2 separate regions of the Ovis aries genome follow, and region 1 is linked to region 2. The links are chromatin contacts, called in public Hi-C maps. All regions are on one chromosome and are shown on one strand. The core of a region is the stretch at or near the end of the contact, and the rest is flanking DNA. Distances in the headings are between cores, read along the strand shown. Region 1 holds the start of IRS2 (insulin receptor substrate 2). Region 2 has its middle 110 kb from the start of IRS2.

What was found. A called contact is a pair of places that touch in the nucleus more often than the background predicts.
Region 1: a Hi-C map of tail adipose tissue shows a contact between it and region 2, with 2.2 times the contacts expected there. The contact joins the promoter of IRS2 here to the enhancer-like site in region 2. A contact is called at or near these places in 6 of 16 Hi-C or Micro-C datasets (blood, hypothalamus and tail adipose tissue).

Annotation. Positions count from the first base shown.
Region 1 is chr10:84,032,223-84,037,052 of ARS-UI_Ramb_v3.0, reverse strand. IRS2 (insulin receptor substrate 2) reads left to right here and starts at 2,831. Exons shown (of 2, transcript XM_027973785.3): 1 at 2,831-4,830. The coding sequence starts at 3,126.
Region 2 is chr10:83,926,814-83,931,376 of ARS-UI_Ramb_v3.0, reverse strand. No RefSeq gene overlaps it. Among named protein-coding and RNA genes, the nearest start is that of IRS2, 110 kb to the left of the region's middle. Within about 2 kb of position 2,791, at least 9 of the 54 cell types and tissues checked have an H3K27ac peak or open chromatin away from gene starts, as enhancers often do. A contact at or near this core is called in tail adipose tissue, where this site is marked.

The sequences.
Region 1 (4,830 bases), core at 1,582-4,081, 110 kb before region 2:
AATCAGTTTGCAGTTTTGCTGCAGCTCTGTGATCCTAGAGTATGAGAACACCACTGATAGAGAAGATAAATTCTTCACCCTGGCTTGTCTGTACCTAACCAGGGACCGACTGACTAGTACACGGGGGGTGTCAGCTGCCAGCACAGAACTTCTGACACCATTAGTGGAACGCTGGTATTGAACACCCACTGGAACAGCTTTAAGGAGGGGGGAAAAAAACAAAACCCAAGATGGTCTTGTTGACATCCAAAGGGCACAGCAACTAAATATTCAATGAGTATTTGAAAACTTATTTTGTTTGAAAAGCCAAAATCAAGCGGAAAAATCCTTTCTTTGAATAAATTATTATGGCATGATGCTAGAAAGAGGTTACCCCACAATCACCCTCTGCTTGCTAGGGTTACTGAACATTTAGGCAGGTCGGTTTACTGGAAATGATCACACAGACAACGAAATTGGGCCACACGGTCTTGAAGCTCCCAGATGAGAAGCCCCATCAACTGTCCTTGCTGGGTGGACAACTTGCTAGGCAACATCGGTTACCATAAAAAGAACAGCAAGATCTAAAAGTAATAGAACACACACAATCATACACACACACAAATATGTCCATACACACCCATGCCCACACAGAAACGCGCAGGCATACACACACACACACACACACACACACACACACTCCACCACTCCTAGAAGTATTATTTTGTAAGGCATGGTTTGTTTAAAATGAAGGATAGACTTTGAACACACCTCTTTGGGGCAAATTCTGATGATTTTTGTGTCATTGATCCGTCTTCTGTTTATGTTATTCATCAGTAACCATAATTTATATAATTTATAATTTATATAGCAACTAACAAAACTACTACGATCTTTCGGTAAGTAGGGATCTCTCGGCCCTTAATATTAACTAGCACAATTTTCAGGTCACTTTCTTACAAACATGTTAAAACAGTTATCAGTCTTTCAAAAATTACAATCTTAAATTATTTTTCTTCAATGTAAGACTTCCATGACATTGGAAACGAAGACTTTTGTAAGGTATAGATGGCATTCAAAGGCAAACTTCCAGGAGTTAAAAAAAATTTTTTTGTTTCAAATCATTTCATGAAGACGCAATTAAAAACAAACCAAAAAACCCGACCAAGGCTTGTGTCTATAGCCTTTTTCGTTTCCGCAGGATTCGTAGCCTGCTCGGATCTGAACTCGGGCACTCCCACCCTCAACAGCAGCCCTCACAGTCATTTAGGAGACGCGTTATATGGTGGGTCCTAATTTGTAATCGACTTTGAAAGTCACAGACGCCACGTAGATGGAAATATCTGAAGCATCCAAGGGGATCTTTCACGCAGCACCCGCTGCGGGCGCGTAGGTCCGGAGACGCCCACTCCCGCGCCTCGGCGCGCGGGGCCGGGGGTCGGCGGGGTGCTGGCCGGCCGCGGGGACCCGGCTCGGCTCGCCGGAGCCCGCCCTCTTCCCGGCACGATGGATACTGCAGTCTTCTCCGCCTGCTCGCCCTCCCCTTTCTCCTGTTACATCTAAACAGACGATTTCAACTTCCCGAGAACATGCAAGTGAATGGCGCTGATGACGCCCCGGAAAGGGCCCACGATCGGGTGCGGGGGAAGGGCAGCCCTGAGCGGCGGGACCCCGGGAGCGCCTGGGGCCCGCGCGGCCCGGGGCTGGGGGCGCCCCCATCCGCGCCCCTTGCCGACCACGGCTCCCCTTCCAGGAAGGGGCTAGAAGCTGCTATCGATCCTGAGCTCACCGGTGACTAATGGGATGCTTGTAAACAAGCCGCGGGCCGGGCACCAAGGGAACCACCCTGGCGCGAACCCGCAGAGGCGGGGGTGGTGGTGGTGGGGACGCGCGCCCACCCCCAGCCCGGGCGCCGGATCCGCGCGCCGAAGTGTGTGCTGCGGGCGGAGGGAATTTCGAGGGGGGCAGCCGAGTTCACTGCCTCCTCCAGGCCCCAGCCAGTGCGGCGGCGGCGAGGCGGTGCGGGGCCCGGGGGTTGGGGGGGTGCCACCGCCCCCTCCCAAGCCCCGAGCCTGGGCTGGCGGTCTTGCCCCTTGATCTCGGTCGGCCCCCGCCCCCTGCAGCGCCCCCTCCCCGGCGGAAGCTCCGAGCCCAATTAATTGAGTCAAAGGCGGGAGGGCCGGGCCCTGCGCGCGGCGGCCGGCGCCCGCCCCTCCCGCGCGCCCCTTTTCCCGCCCTGGGTGGCATCTCCTCCGCGGGCCTCCGCAACGAGCCTCTGATTAATGAGGCCCGGCCGCCCCCGCCCCGCCGCGCCCCGCCCCGCCCCGGCCCGGGCCCCCCGCGGGAGGGGGCGGGGGAGGGGACGGCGGGAAACGCGGCCCCGGGAGAAAGGGGGGCGGGGTGGGGACGCGCGGCCCGCCCTCCCCGCGGCCCGCGCCCATTGGCCGCGCGCGCCGTCCGTCGGGGGGCGCGGCGCCAATGCGGGCGGCGGGGCGGGGCGGCCGCGCCGTGTGTGCCTGCGTAACGGCGAGTCACATGTTGTTTTGCTCTTCTTAGTTCAGTCACTCGGTGCGCGATGTGTTACTCACTGTGCGGCGGGGACCGCGACGAGCCCGGGTCGCCGTTGGCAGCGGCAGTAGCAGCGGCGGCAGCGGCAGCGGCAGCCCCGGCGGCGGCGGCGCGGACCCCGAGTCCCCGGGCACACCCCGGCACCCCGGAGCGCAGCGCGGCGGCGGGACCCATTCGGCCGCGCGCGCCGTAGGCTCGGCCCCGCGGCTCGGGGACCCCGACTCTCGGCCCAGCCAGCGAGTCCCCCAGGCGCCGCCCGAGAGCCCGGGAGGCAGCGGCCGCGGGCAAGCCGGGCCGCGGGGAAGGAGGGGGGGCGGCAGCCACCGCCCGCGCCGGGCACCTTCTGGGGCCCCGGATCGCGGAGGGCGCTGCGCCACCGCACGGGTGCCTGCCCCCGCGGGGCCTCCCGTGCCCAACCTTCCCCACCTCCTGGGCCCGAGGGACGCGGGCTCCGGCGCGCGAGCAGGGGGTGGTGGGGAGCCGCCCGCGCCCCCCTGCACTCCGCCCCCCCCCCGACCCCCAGCCCCGCCCCCGGCCCCTCCAAGCCGGGCCGGGCCGCGCGGCCTGAAGCGCCCGCGATGGCGAGCCCGCCGGAGCACGGGCCCCCCGGGCCGGCGGGCGGGGACGGCCCCAACCTCAACAACAACAACAACAACAACAACCACAGCGTGCGCAAGTGCGGCTACCTGCGCAAGCAGAAGCACGGCCACAAGCGCTTCTTCGTGCTGCGCGGGCCCGGCGCGGGCGGCGACGAGGCGGGCGGGGGCCCGGCGCCGCAGCCGCCGCGGCTCGAGTACTACGAGAGCGAGAAGAAGTGGCGGAGCAAGGCGGGCGCCCCGAAGCGGGTCATCGCGCTCGACTGCTGCCTGAACATCAACAAGCGCGCCGACGCCAAGCACAAGTACCTGATCGCCCTCTACACCAAGGACGAGTACTTCGCCGTGGCAGCCGAGAACGAGCAGGAGCAGGAGGGCTGGTACCGCGCGCTCACCGACCTGGTCAGCGAGGGCCGCGCGGGCGCCGGCGACGCGCCCCCCGCCGCCGCCGCCACCTCCGGGTCCTGCAGCGCCTCCCTGCCCGGCGCCCTGGGCGGCTCGGCGGGCGCCGCCGCGGCCGATGACAGCTACGGGCTGGTGGCGCCCGCCACGGCCGCCTACCGCGAGGTGTGGCAGGTAAACCTGAAGCCCAAGGGCCTGGGCCAGAGCAAGAACCTGACGGGCGTGTACCGCCTGTGCCTGTCGGCGCGCACCATCGGCTTCGTGAAGCTGAACTGCGAGCAGCCGTCGGTGACGCTGCAGCTCATGAGCATCCGCCGCTGCGGCCACTCGGACAGCTTCTTCTTCATCGAGGTGGGCCGCTCGGCCGTGACGGGCCCCGGCGAGCTGTGGATGCAGGCGGACGACTCGGTGGTGGCGCAGAACATCCACGAGACCATCCTGGAGGCCATGAAGGCGCTCAAGGAGCTCTTCGAGTTCCGGCCGCGCAGCAAGAGCCAGTCGTCCGGCTCGTCGGCCACGCACCCCATCAGCGTGCCCGGTGCGCGCCGCCACCACCACTTGGTCAACCTGCCCCCGAGCCAGACGGGGCTGGTGCGCCGCTCGCGCACCGACAGCCTGGCCGCCACCCCGCCCGCCGCCAAGTGCAGCGCGTGCCGGGTGCGCACAGCCAGCGAGGGCGACGGCGGCGCCGCGGCGGGGGCGGCGGCGGGGGCCGGGGCGGCGGCGGGCAGCCCCCTGAGCCCGGGCCCGGTGCGCGCGCCCCTGAGCCGCTCGCACACGCTGAGCGGCGGCCGCGCGGGCAAGGCGGCGCTGGCGCCGGCAGGGGGCGGCCTGCAGCACAGCCGCTCCATGTCCATGCCCGTGGCGCACTCGCCCCCGGCGGCTACCAGCCCCGGCAGCCTGTCGTCCAGCAGCGGGCACGGCTCGGGCTCCTACCCGCCGCCCCCCGGCCCGCACCCGCACCTGCAGCACCCCCTGCACCCCCAGCGCCCCTCCAGCGGCAGCGCCTCGGCCTCGGGCTCCCCCAGCGACCCCGGCTTCATGTCCTTGGACGAGTATGGCTCCAGCCCCGGGGACCTGAGGGTCTACTGCGGCCACCGGAGCAACACGCCCGAGTCCATCGCTGAGACGCCCCCGGCGCGGGACGGCAGCGCGGGCGAGCTGTACGGCTACATGACCATGGAGCGGCCGCTGAGCCACTGCGGCGGCCGCGCCTACCGCAGGGTCTCCGGGGACGGCGCCCCAGACTTGGACCGAGGGCTGAGAAAGCGGACTTACTCGCTGA
Region 2 (4,563 bases), core at 1,542-4,041:
TGCCTATTTTCTTCAAATCGAGGGTTTGGGCCGACCCTGCCTCTAGCAAGTCTCTCAGTGCCATTTGTCCAACAGTATTTGCTCACTTGGTGTCTCTGCATCATCTCTTGGTAATTTGTGCAATATTTCAAACTTTCTCATTATTATTATTGTGTTTGCTATGGCAATCTGTGATCAACGATCTTTGATGTTACAACTACACCTGGCAGGCTTCCCTGGTGGCTCAGCGGTAAAGAGTCCACCTGCAATGCAGGAGACGTAAGAGATGCAGGTTTGATCCCTGGGTTGGGAAGATCCCCTGGAAGAGGGCATGGCAGCCTGCTCCAGTATGTTTGCCTGGAGAATCCCACGGACAGAGGAGCCTGGCGGGCTGCAGTCCATAGCGTCACAAAGAATCAGACAGGAAGCAACTGAGCACCCACGTGCACTGCACTCTGCTGAAGGCTCAGATGGTGGTTAGCATTTCTAAGCAGTGAAGTATTTTTTTAATTAAAGTATGTACATGCTTTTTAGATACGATGCTACTGCACACCTACTAGGTGGCCATCCCTTGTAAATGAAGCTTTTATATGCACCAGGAAAGCAAAACATTCGTGTGGTCCACTTTATTGCGCTGTCTGTTTTACTGTGACGCTGGCTTTACTGCAGTGGTCTGGGACTGAACACCCGTATCTGAAGGTGAGCCTGCAGTTCGTTTGCAAGGCTGGGGAACACCATTTTCTCAGACTCAGCCCTGGACAATGACTTTCCTGTTGACAGGGCTCAGGGCTTGTAGTGCTAGGAGAGGAAGGATCTTCCCCTTGAGCAGGGCCCCCCTAAGTTAAGTCCGAAAGTCACTTAGTGAGATGGCCCGGCTGCAGAGGACGGTGCTCACCAGGACCCCGAGTCCAGGCTGCCCGGGCTCCATTGGCACCGTGGTACAGTGGTGCCCCCCATCCCCAGGGCAGCCCCCCTGCCAGGCCCCGCTGATGCCGTGGGACAGCAGTGCCCCCCATCCCCGGGGTGGCCCCTCCTCCAGGCCCCGTCCGCCTCCTCCTGGTCACGGCTACTTCTGAGGCCCCTGGCCTGCCTGCTGCTGGCCTGTCCTGATGGCCAGGCTGTGTCCCACCAGCGTCCAAATTCAGGTCTTGCTTTCAGAGCCGGGTGTGGAAGCAACTCCTTCTTTTCCTCAGCGTGCCTTTTGCACGCAATGTGTAGTTGATCTAATTTCTTGGTTTCTTATAGCTCTCCATCTCTAGGAACTTTGGGAAAATTTACCTGAGTCTTGTTTGGGGGGATATTTGAAGAGTCTCACCTGTTGTCCTGCTTCTCTGAGGTGTCAGGACAGCCCTCCCCTGGGAAACCTTCCATTCGCTGGACCTTTAGAGGGTGCAAATAAACTGCACTGCTTTCTGTTGCAAAAATTTTTACTTTAGCCATTTGCCATTTCATGCTTTGTAGAGCTTCCCTGGTGGTTCAGATGGTCAAAAATCTGCCTGCAGTGTGGGAGAGCTGAGTTGATCCCTGGGTTGGGCAGATCCCCTGGAGAAGGGCATGGCAACCCACTCCAGTATTCTTGCGTGGAGAATCCCACGGACAGAGCAGCCTGGCGGACCTCACGGAGGACCTTATTGCCAGGAGGACCCTTCCCGAACCTTCCTGGTGCCTACAAACACATATCCACTCTCCTGTCAGATCAATATTCTTCTACGTAGAGGAAATAAAGAAAATTTATAGTTCTTAATACATTGATTTTCTCCACAAATTTATTGATCGTGTCAAATGAAGTTGAGCAAAGCATGCTACATTAGACAATTGTTTTTAACGTCTTTGTGCACTCTTCCTTTAAAAGCAAAATGGGCACGTTTCAGTGCTGAAGCATTTTGCAAGTTGCCAGGCACCGGTGTGTATTTTGGTGTGTCACAACAGAGGTTGTGACAGAACAGTTGTCTTCTGAGGCAATCATTTTCCATGGAGAACAGACAGTCTGGAAATGCTGGAAATTAGGGATCTTCTCATTTTTTGACCTAGAAGGGTTGATCCAGACTCATTTATGGAGTTAAGGTGTGAAGTAAACAACGTTCAGAAAGCTTTAGCTTGGTAGCAATTACATAAGCAAAATCACCGGATCAAAACAAGCAAATAAAAACATTGCTTTGGCGTGTGTGGGACCCGATTGCACAACTCGAACGCCTTGCGCTGACCCTGTAATTAGTCATGATGGTTCCTGACGTGGGTGTACCTGCGTGGGGGTGGGGGAGACGTGCTTACACCAACAAAAACATTCTCAGTTTTGCATGACCTGACTGGCCTCCTTTCTCCCCAAGGGGATCTCGTTTGGACCAATGATTCTGAACTGGCAAATGCAGGGAAACTAACAAAAATGCAGCAATCGATGGAGAAAGAAAGTCCAAATCAATTTCCCAACATGAAGAGGTGAGAAGAGGCAGGGGCCGTCAGTGTGAAAAGCAATGTACTGGGAGGAGAATGTGGGACTCGGGCCTCTCTCCTCCACCTTGGTCAGACTGTGTGTCCCTCTTGAAAGCGATGAGAGCCCTGGAAACGCAGACGTCAGATTCAGTAAATAGGTACCCTGTGTTTCTTCTGAACAGCACAGACTTTCTGTTAGGATGGGAATCAATCTATGAAAAGAAATCAATCTGTCAATATGTCCCTGTTTTTCTCCAGCAGCAAGGAACTCAGCTCATTCTGAAAAGCCAAAAGGAACACAGGCTGCCTCTTAGAATGAATGCCCCCAGGGGAGCTCAGCGTTTGGAGGTCAGATGTTCTTAGGAGACCAGGAGAGCTCAGTCTGCCTGGCTGTGGGGAGGTGGAGAAAGCAAGCCTGCAGTGACGCCATGAGGTTCCTCCGCTCACTGTGGAGGGCGGGTTGGGCAGAGGAATCCACAGGGCCCCACGTGGGTGAAAGTGGAAGTGTTAGTCGCTCAGTCGTATCCAAATCTTTGCAACCCCAGGAACTGTAGCCTGCCAGGCTCCTCTGTCCATGGAATTCTCCAGGCAGGAATACTGGAGTGGGTTGCCATTTCCTTCTCCAGGGGATCTTCCTAACCCAGGGATTGAACTCGCATCTGCCACTTGACTACTGGGGAAGCCCAGAAACAGGACAAGGTGCGCTAACTCCCATACAGTGTTTTATTGAGGGGGGAAAACAGAGTCTTCGCCTGTCTAGGGATTATAATTCTCTCTCCAGAGGAGCCCCATTTCACCCTGGGCTTCTCATCTTGAAGGAAGGAAAAAAACAAGTTGTATTCAGCTATAAGGGATTCTTGCAGACCTGGTAGATTCCCTTGTTCAAAGCTCTTGGGTTTGTGTGAAAAAGCAAACAAACTCAGAAAGCCCTAAAGCTTCCAACAAATTGGAAATACACAGTCAATAAGGGACAATATTTATCTTTTGGAAAAGACCTTTAAATATAAAGACTCGGCGAAAAAAAAAAAAAACAAAAGGAAAATAATCATTTGGTGCATTTCCCCAACATATTGGCTTTTTCATTGTCGGTATATGCCTTTTCACTTCCGCCAAGACATCCGCATCCATCCTGCTTATTACCGGAGATTGAGCATCACCAGGCAAGGCTGTTACTATGGCAAGCGCTTTTATCAGAAGAGGAATGTAAATGAGAGGAACTCACAAATTGTACGATGAAAACAGGAAGGCAGAGAAAAAAAAAAAAAATTCTTCCTTCTTGGGCCTAAGCATTTTAAAGGAGACGGCAACCATGCAACATTTAACAATTACCTGTTGAGGTAAGCAACCTTATTGCAAGAACTGTAGGAGGTACCAAGGCAAACACAGGAGGTTTCCTGAGCTCAAGGACGTCGCATTCCGGCTGGGGGATCCTGCCATAATCACTACAGATGGATGATCCCCTCGACGTGATACACACGTGGTGAACTGAGAAATGAGTTAGAAGACAGGTGCTTTGGGAGCCCAAGTAAGGGAGATACAATGGGCAAAGTTTGATCAAGAAAGATCTCTTCGGAGAAGGGGTGTGTAGACCTTGTTTTTAAAGGGCGGATGACGTGGGGGTGGATCAGAGACAGTTAAGGATTATGGAAAAGTTCAAATATATATTCGATGGTTTAAGGGGTTGACTAAAATAGGGAAGAAGTTAAGGGAAAAGCTGGAATCCAGATGAAAAGATAAATGCATTTCAGTTCTGGGCGATTGCTTTGGAAAGGCTAAGGAGCTCGGATGATGCCCTGCAGGGAAGGCTTAGAGGCTTTAGGTTTCTGACCTGGTTCTGGCTTCCCATTTCTCTCTAAATAGGGCAGGTGTTGAGTGACAGGTCCCCGGCCCACCTTCCCCTGCTGGGGTCGGGCTGGGGGCCTGGACGAAGTCCTCATTCAGCAGTTTGCCCGCTCTCCATCCAGCTTTGTTCCTATTCCTGTTCTGAGCTTGGCAAACGCTCCCCTGAAGCGTATTGCTCTGTGTTTCCAGGATACCCCTCACGGAGCACAGCCTCTCCAGAGTGTCGGCTCTCTGCCTACCAGCCCCCATGTGTTCCTGAATCGACACTCTGTGTCTGCAGCCACATCTCCCAGCAGCTCGCCAGCCCCCTGC